Linked DNA regions of Sus scrofa: all the other regions are linked to region 2. A link is a contact called in public Hi-C and HiChIP or PLAC-seq data. All regions are on one chromosome and are shown on one strand. The core of a region is the stretch at or near the end of the contact, and the rest is flanking DNA. Distances in the headings are between cores, read along the strand shown. Region 1 holds the start of EXOC7 (exocyst complex component 7). Region 2 holds the start of LOC100521680 (histone H3.3). Region 3 holds the start of SLC25A19 (solute carrier family 25 member 19).

Region 1 (2,700 bases), core at 119-2,618, 300 kb before region 2:
GATGTAGGCCAGCAGCTGTAGCTCTGATTGGACCCCTAGCCTGGGAACCTCCATATGCTACAGGTGCAGGGGCCGCCCCCCCAAAAAAAAACAGGCTGTGAAGGGAGCAAGCTCTTGCTTCCTCCCTATCCCCCACCCCCCAGAAAGAGCATCCCTGAGAGTTGGGCAGTTGGGGCCTCTAGGCGACCCTCACATTTGTGCTCTGAACAAGTTTGGGAATGAAAGCCAAGCAACCGAGGCTGCAGCTGAAACACCGCTTTCTCCTTTGGCTGAAGCAGCTTGTGCTGAGTATAGTTAGGGAATCACAGCTTTTACCAAATCAGTGTCCACTGCCAACAGCATGTGCCTGACATTGGGCTGGGAATCACCGAAACTGGTCTTTTCATTCTTTTATTTATTTATTTAATTTTTCTTCTTTTGGTCTTTTTAGGGCCGCACCCACAGTATATGGAGGTTCCCAGGCTCGGGGTCGGGGACAGAGTGCTCACCCATGGCCCCAACAGCATCTGAAACCATAATCCTGACTTGTGAGCCACCCAGCCCGGCCAGGGTGTCTGCTTTGGAGAGGGCTGTGTGGTTTTACTGGCGGGGTTGGTGAGGACCAGGCTGTGGGTAGAGAACTATAAGTCTGCAAACAGTGCAAGGCGAAGCCTGAGAGATCTGAGACCTGTCTAAGGGCTTGGGGCCCAGGGTGGTGGTGTCCTTAGGGAGAGACTGAGGCATGCATGCATTCAGACACACGGGGAGCATTTCTCACGGGCCTTGGAGGAAATCAGAAAGCCTTGGTTCCTGCGGCTGCCGGAATGTCTCAACTCCTTGGCGGGGTCTCCTCTAAATACAGCTTGGGGGCGTGGCCGGGGGTGGGGTTGGGAGAGGGTAGGGGACTGGTTCAAGGTTACTGCAGGTACGTATGCTCTGGATCCACTGCAAAACCTAGTTACTTGCACACTGGGCCTGTTCCGTGAGCTTTTAGGGCCAAAGAGGGACACTACACAGGTCCTTGGTTCATTAAATGGGCACAATTGGGTATCTAGTGTGTGACAAGCTCTGTGCTGCGTTTTGTGGGAAAGGCGACATTGGTGCCTGGATTCAGACTTCGATCTGGAGAAAGGAGTTCGTCATTGATTTTGTGAAAGGCGTAAACCTTCCCCCGAAGACGGCCAAGTGAGCTGTTACTGTTCTGCCAGCGACAGGACAAAACACCACCCAAGAACCTTCTCTGATGAGAACAGCAATCCCTTCACCTAGGAGAATCCAGGCCACACCTCCCTGCCACACTCAAGATGGCCACTCCAGACCGCTGTACTGAGTTCTACGCAGGCGCACTTCCACCTGCCACTCCCAATATGGCACCACTAGCGCGCCCCGGGGCGGGGCCACGGGCGGAAGTAGGTGTGACAGGAACGGGAGCCGAGAGGGTCAGCTGGGACGAGGTACTGGGCAGTGGGAGTCGCAGAGTCGAAGCCATGATCCCCCCGCAGGAGGCGTCCGCCCGGCGGCGGGAGATCGAGGACAAGCTGAAGCAGGTGGGGCTGGCACTGGGAGGCGGGGGAGGGGAAGGGGCCGAGATCCGGGCCAGGCATCCACTCAGGGAGGCGTCAGGAGTGGGAAGGGGACACTCCCTGCCAGGAGACTGAGTAGGGGGCGAGACCACGGGAGCGGTGAGCTCCTTTAGCCTCCGGCTTCTGGTGATGTCCTCCTTTGCGCTCCCCCCAGGAGGAGGAGACGCTGTCCTTCATCCGAGACAGTCTGGAGAAGAGCGACCAGCTCACCAAGAACATGGTGAGTAACCCCTCCTCAGCTGGGGGGGCTTCCAGGCGCTGGAGGAGACCCTGCGACCCGGTCGTGCCTGGACCTAAGGGCTGGGGTTCTGGTCTGGGTAGTGACAGCCGTGACGCGTGGGTTTCTCCCGCAGCAGTGTGGCACGTCTCTTACCCCTTGTCAGCCCCTTGGCCTCAGATGCTGCAGTCCCCGCTGGCCTGGACTTTCTGATCTCTGCCTAAGTTCTCCATGCTTCCTTCTCTCCTCTGCAAACACTTAGTGAGACTGACCTAAGTGGGTTGGATGCTGGCCATGTGTCACCCTCAATTCAAGTGAGGGTAGGATGGCCAGGTTACCACTTCTTTTTTTTTTTTTTTGTCTTTTGTCTTTTTGTTTTTGTTGTTGTTGTTGTTATTGTTGCTATTTCTTGGGCCGCTCCCGCGGCATATGGAGGTTCCCAGGCTAGGGGTCCAATCGCAGCTGTAGCCACCGGCCTACGCCAGAGCCACAGCAACGCGGGATCCGAGCCGCGTCTGCAACCTACACCACAGCTCACGGCAACGCCGGATCGTTAACCCACTGAGCAAGGGCAGGGACCGAACCCGCAACCTCCTGGTTCTTAGTCGGATTCGTTAACCACTGCGCCACGACGGGAACTCCATTTTTTTTTTTTTTTAACGCAGTGAATTTTATTACGTTTATAGTTGTACAACGATCATCACAACCAAATTTTATAGCATTTCCATCCCAAACCCCCAGCCCATCCCTCCACCCCCAACCTGTCTCCTTTGGCAACCGTAAGTTTTTCCAAGTCTGCGAGTCAGCATCTGTTCTGCAAAGAAGTTCATTGTGTGCTTTTTTTAGATTCCACACATAAGTGAGAGCATTTGATGTGGGTGTCTCACTGTCTGACTCACTTCACGTAGCATGATCATTTCT
Region 2 (2,700 bases), core at 154-2,653:
CAGGGTAGAATGTCCAAAGCTCTATTTCAATTTTCCGAGCTTTATTTGGCTGGTCTTAACCTTAAGCCTTCTTTGATATTTTATAAACTGAGACGTCTGTAGGCCTAAATATTAAAATCCATCCAAGACATTTAGGCAAAGGTAGGTATTACCACTTTTATACATTTGTCATGTTTCTTCAGAAGTAATACTTTCCAGGATATATTATTAAATACAAGGGCACTTATTTAATTGCCTTTATGGACATGCAAATGTTGTTTTAGAACTGAGTATTCTCTTTCTTGCTGTGGTCATTTTGTTCAGGTGAATTACATAATTTTAAAAATATGTTGCTTAGTAGGTTACTTCTTGTATATTGAAGTCACAAGGTTACTTCTTGTATATTGAAATCACAACGTATTTTGTGATGGTCTAAGAACTTATAAAAATCACTTGGCATTTGTTTCTTTTTTTTTTTTTTTTTTTTTTTTTTTTTTTTTTTGGTCTTTTTTGTCTTTTGTTGTTGTTGTTGTTGTTGCTGTTTCTTAGGCCGCTCCCGCGGCATATGGAGGTTCCCAGGCTAGGGGTTGAATCGGAGCTGAAGCCACCGGCCTACGCCAGAGCCACAGCAACGCGGGATCCGAGCCGCGTCTGCAACCTACACCACAGCTCACGGCAACGCCGGATCGTTAACCCACTGAGCAAGGACAGGGACCGAACCCGCAACCTCATGGTTCCTAGTCGGATTCGTTAACCACTGCGCCACGACGGGAACTCCTGGCATTTGTTTCTTTGTATCTATTATTTACTCATCCCCACCCCATCGAACGAAAGAACTGCTTTTTAGTTAAAATGTATATACCTGATACATAAAATACTTGTAAGATAACATAATTTACTGATTTCTAATTCTTATTTAAACTACGTACCTAACTATCACAATGTTAGTGAAAAGTAAATAATCACAGGGAACACATTTTAGTTTACATTGGAAGGTAGTTTACAAATTTTTCGTTAAAGTAACGTCTCCTCCTGCATTGTATTAGCTTGATGCAAATAAGCTATCCCATCCCGACTCTTAAGTCCTGATAGAGACCAGTACAATTCATTTGCATTGACTTTCTATTGTAGAGCTTTGGAACCAAGGGAAGGATCCAAACATAGCTCCATTTTATCCAATCAGAAGAGCCGCTTAGTGCCAACCTCTGATTCGTCCATTCCTCTTTGCATTCACCCAATCGTTAGGCCACTTTAACAGCCAATCAGTGGCCTAGACATCCGCCAATCAGGAAACGGGGCCGAAGCACGGCCTTTGTGTCGGGGGATGTCAGCGCGTCGGCGAAAGTGTCAGCCAATAGGAAAAGTCGTTGGTGTATGCAAATTAGGGTCCTATGACGCAGAGACGCAGCGTGAAGCGTGGGTATAAAAGCGGAGGCTTAGGGGGGGCCTGGAGCGCAGAGCGGTTTGGTCGTTCGTTGGAGTTGCTTCTTGCTTTGGTTCGGCGACTGCGGCTCTTCATTGGGCGGCGGGAGCGGCACGGCGGTGGGGGAAGCGGCCTCAGACTTCGCTGTTGGGTAAGTCTCGGCTTTGCCTGCGGCTTGAGGCCCTGCCGGCCGTTGATGCCGCGGGCCACGACCGTTGGGAGCTGAGTGCCGGCTGGTGCGGGCTGCTCTGACTGCTGCTGGCGACTCTGGGGTCGGGTGGTTTTCCCTTGGGGCTTCGCTCCGGAACCGCGTCTCCGCCTCTTTCCCGCTGGTGATTCAGAGGTCCCGACTCCGGGTTCCCGGCAGCTGGGCCTCCGCCCGTCGAGGAGGGGAAGTGACTCCTCCCCGCGCCCCCCCTCCCAGGGGAGGCTGCTGCTACTCGCCGCCTGAGTCATTAGGGGAGGGGGGGTGGAGGCGGCGGCCCTCGGCCATCTGCCGCCCGCCGTGGGGCGCAGGGAGGCGGGAGGGCAGGCGCGCCGGGCGTCCCGCCCTCTGCACGCTCGCCGTCTCACCCCGGGAGGCGAGCGTCGCGGCCCCCGAGTCACGGGTGTCTCCTGCAGGTAAAAGAAAATGGCCCGAACCAAGCAGACTGCTCGTAAGTCCACGGGTGGGAAAGCGCCCCGCAAACAGCTGGCCACTAAAGCTGCCAGGAAAAGCGCTCCCTCTACCGGCGGGGTGAAAAAACCTCATCGCTACAGGTAGGCAGCGCGGCAGGGAGACAATGACTCGGCGGGCGCGCCGCGAGTTGGACCCTCTGGCTGCTTGCTCGGTCCTGTCACTTAACTGGTGTCCCTTTACGCCCTTCCTGCTCGCTCCAGGCCCGGGACCGTCGCGCTTCGAGAAATCCGTCGTTACCAAAAGTCCACGGAGCTTCTGATCCGGAAGCTGCCCTTCCAGAGGTTGGTGAGGGAGATCGCCCAGGATTTCAAAACTGACTTGAGGTTCCAGAGCGCCGCCATTGGTGCGCTTCAGGTGAGACGGCGGTGGCAGGGGCGGAGGGCTGGCTTGTGTGCGGTGGTCCTTGGAGGGAGTTTAATGTGTGGCTCTTGTCCTCAACAGGAGGCTAGTGAAGCGTACCTGGTGGGTTTATTTGAAGATACCAATCTGTGTGCCATCCACGCTAAGAGAGTCACCATCATGCCCAAAGACATCCAGTTGGCTCGCCGGATACGGGGAGAGAGAGCTTAAGTGAAGGCAGTTTTTATGGTGTTTTGTAGTAAATTCTGTAAAATACTTT
Region 3 (2,700 bases), core at 165-2,664, 400 kb after region 2:
TCCTGAGCTGCTGTGGCTATGGCGTAGGCTGGCAGCTGAAGCTCTGAGTCGACCCCTAGTCTGGGAACTTCCATATGCCATGGGTGCGGCCCTAAAAGCCAAAAAAAGAAAAAAGAAAAAATTGCTTTGTTCAGCTCCCAGGAAACCTCCTGACCAGGCCCATCTGTGTGACTGCAGGAAAGAATAAATTAACACATCCCTTCTGAGGCTGACTGGAACCAGGAACTGTGTGACTCCCTCATAAAAGAAGCCGGAATTCTAACCCAGGCCAGACAGTTCTTTGGGACAAGAGTCCACCATCTTCTCAGTCTGCTGGCATTCTCAATAAAGTCATTATTCCTTGCCCCCAAAACTCCTCTTTCATTTTTTTTTTTTTTAATTTTCCTCTTCCAATTTATTGGCTTGTCCTGCAGTGAGGCCAATAAATTGAGTCTGGACTCCGCACCAGTGGCACATAGCTGCTGGTATAGAGGAAATGAGACTGACCAAGGGTTGGTTAATTGCTGAAGTTCAGTAATGACTATATGGTGGCTCATTGAGCTGGTCTCTCTACTACTGCATATGCATGAAAAGATTTTAAATTGTGCAATAAAGGAGATCCTGCAGTGCCAAAAGGTGTTAAGAATCCAGTGTTGCCACAGCTGAGATTTAGGTCACAGCTGAGGTTCGGATTCGATCCCTGGTCCGGGAACTTCCGTAGGCCACAGGACAAAAGAAAAAAAAAATTAAAAATAGATATTGTGCGTCAAAATGATTGCACTAATGTAAAAAACAATTTATTTAAAAATCAGGAAGAAATACTGTCCTGCAAAACGCTGATGCTATTTGCGTAAGAAAGGTAGGATGAGTCATTTCCCCTTTATTTCTACATTTTCTGTAATATGTCTATGTATTTTTATTTTCCTAAGGGCAAACAAAACCTCTGTATTTTTGCCGTCCCCATCTTGGACTTAAAAACTCATCTATTCCCTCCTCCATGGCCTCCAGGCTTTGATTAAGCTTCCCGCCATCTTTTCCAAGTTTAGATTATCCGGATTCTGGAACTACGACGGTTTTGAGGAAAGGAGGTCAAGTCCAGAACGCCCTAAACTTCCGCCGGCCAGCAGGCTGATCTAAAGCGCGGGCCACTTTGCACCGCGACCTCCAAGTACGCAGTCTGGCTTGGGACCCGCCTCCTTCCAACGCGTGGGTTATATTTGCGCACGCGTGCGCCGAGGGACTACATCTCCCAGGAGGCTCTGCGCCTCGCGGGGTAAGGGGGCGGTGAAAACAACCTTGGTAGCGAAGGACTACATTACCCAGAGGTAACTTGAGAGGCGTTGGTCCAGGGGCGGCTTGCAACCATTGGTTCAGCGTCTGTCGGAAGCTGCGCGGTGATTGGTCCCGAAGCCCGTCGGTTCCTGCCAAGAGCAGTTAAATTTTGCTGTTAGCGTGCGCGAGAAGGGAGGGAGAGAAGAGCGCGGAGAGTTCTGCCGCGCCCTCTGAGCTGGGTGAGTGACCTTTACCTCCTCCCTCCTGGCACTTTTCTCGGGGACCTGCACCGTCGCTCCCCTGCTCCCCGGGAGGGGCCCACACGCGCAAGTACTCACGCGGGGGCTGGGACTGTACCCACACGTGTCACGTCTGACGTGAGAAGCATCTTCAGGGACGCAGGGAGCAAAATCCTGGACACGCCCCGGGCACTTCTACACGCGGGAGCCCACCTCGCGGGTGTCTTCTCTGACTCGGAGAGAAAAAACACGCTCAAAGGCACACGTGGACATCTGTGTCCACACGTGGGCACATCTGCAGAGACTCTCAGCTGAGCCCAGGGGCACACACGCTCACCGCGGGAGACCTGCATAGCTGCTGCAGTAGTAAAAGGGGAGTGGCTAAGGGAGACACCAGCGGCTCCCTATCTTCTGAATACTGAATTGTATCATACATGTAATCATATTTCATTTTTTATCTTGTCTCTTCAGATTAAATATCAAGGCTTTTTGGTACAAGAAGGAAATTTTGAACCCGCAGAAAAAGTAAGGCCACTACTGAATTGTGATTTACAAGCCCTTTCACGTGTAAAAAAATTTTACCTTTCTTACAGAGCTTATCACACATGATATCTTGGATGTTCCTTCCAGGAATCTGGCTAGGCAGGGCCACCATCATTACCATTTTCCAGAAGAAAATGAAACCTGCTAGGGGTCCAATCTGAGATATAGCCACGGGCCTACACCACAGTCACAGCAACGCAGGATCTGAGCCGAGTCTGTGACCTACACCTCAGCTCAAAGCAATGGCAGATCTTTAACCCACTGAGCAAGGTCGGGGATTGAACCTTTGTCCTCATGGATGCTGGTCAGATTTGTCTCTGCTGAGTCATGAAGGGAACTCCCTTCTTTTTTTTTCTTATAAAGTAGTTTTCTATTTATTTATTTATTCTTAGGACCACACCCATAGCATATAGAGGTTCCCAGGCTAGAGGTCAAATTGGAACTGCAGCTGTGAATCTACACCACAGCTCACAGCAATGTGGGATCCTTAACCCACTGAGTGAGGCCAGGGATCGAACCCGCATCCTCATGGATCCTAGTAGGATTCTTAATCCACTGAGCCACAGCAGGAACTCCCTGAACTCAGGCTTCTTGATTTGAGGTGTAAGATTATGTCCAGCTATACAGAACGCCTACTTATAGAAATGCCCCCTTCTTGACAGCAGGG

Evidence for each region. A called contact is a pair of places that touch in the nucleus more often than the background predicts. HiChIP or PLAC-seq counts read pairs in DNA pulled down with a chosen protein or histone mark.
Region 1: a Hi-C map of liver shows a contact between it and region 2, with 5 times the contacts expected there. The contact joins the promoter of EXOC7 here to the promoter of LOC100521680 in region 2. A contact is called at or near these places in 1 of 47 Hi-C or Micro-C datasets (liver) and 1 of 2 datasets of contacts at active chromatin or transcription factors (alveolar macrophages).
Region 3: a contact with region 2 is called in an H3K27ac HiChIP or PLAC-seq map of alveolar macrophages. The contact joins the promoter of SLC25A19 here to the promoter of LOC100521680 in region 2. A contact is called at or near these places in 1 of 5 promoter capture datasets (fetal liver), 3 of 47 Hi-C or Micro-C datasets (heart right ventricle and liver) and 1 of 2 datasets of contacts at active chromatin or transcription factors (alveolar macrophages).

What each region holds. Positions count from the first base shown.
Region 1 is chr12:5,330,127-5,332,826 of Sscrofa11.1, forward strand. EXOC7 (exocyst complex component 7) reads left to right here and starts at 1,369. Exons shown (of 20, transcript XM_003357964.4): 1 at 1,369-1,526; 2 at 1,717-1,782. The coding sequence starts at 1,467.
Region 2 is chr12:5,630,923-5,633,622 of Sscrofa11.1, forward strand. It overlaps LOC100521680 (histone H3.3), which reads left to right and starts at 1,404. Exons shown (of 4, transcript XM_003131194.4): 1 at 1,404-1,553; 2 at 2,024-2,161; 3 at 2,282-2,435; 4 at 2,523-2,700. The coding sequence starts at 2,034. The coding sequence ends at 2,651.
Region 3 is chr12:6,032,247-6,034,946 of Sscrofa11.1, forward strand. It overlaps SLC25A19 (solute carrier family 25 member 19), which reads left to right and starts at 1,415. Exons shown (of 8, transcript NM_001164514.1): 1 at 1,415-1,490; 2 at 1,962-2,015. LOC102165522 (a long non-coding RNA gene) reads right to left here and starts at 1,400. Exons shown (of 3, transcript XR_002336994.1): 1 at 1,299-1,400.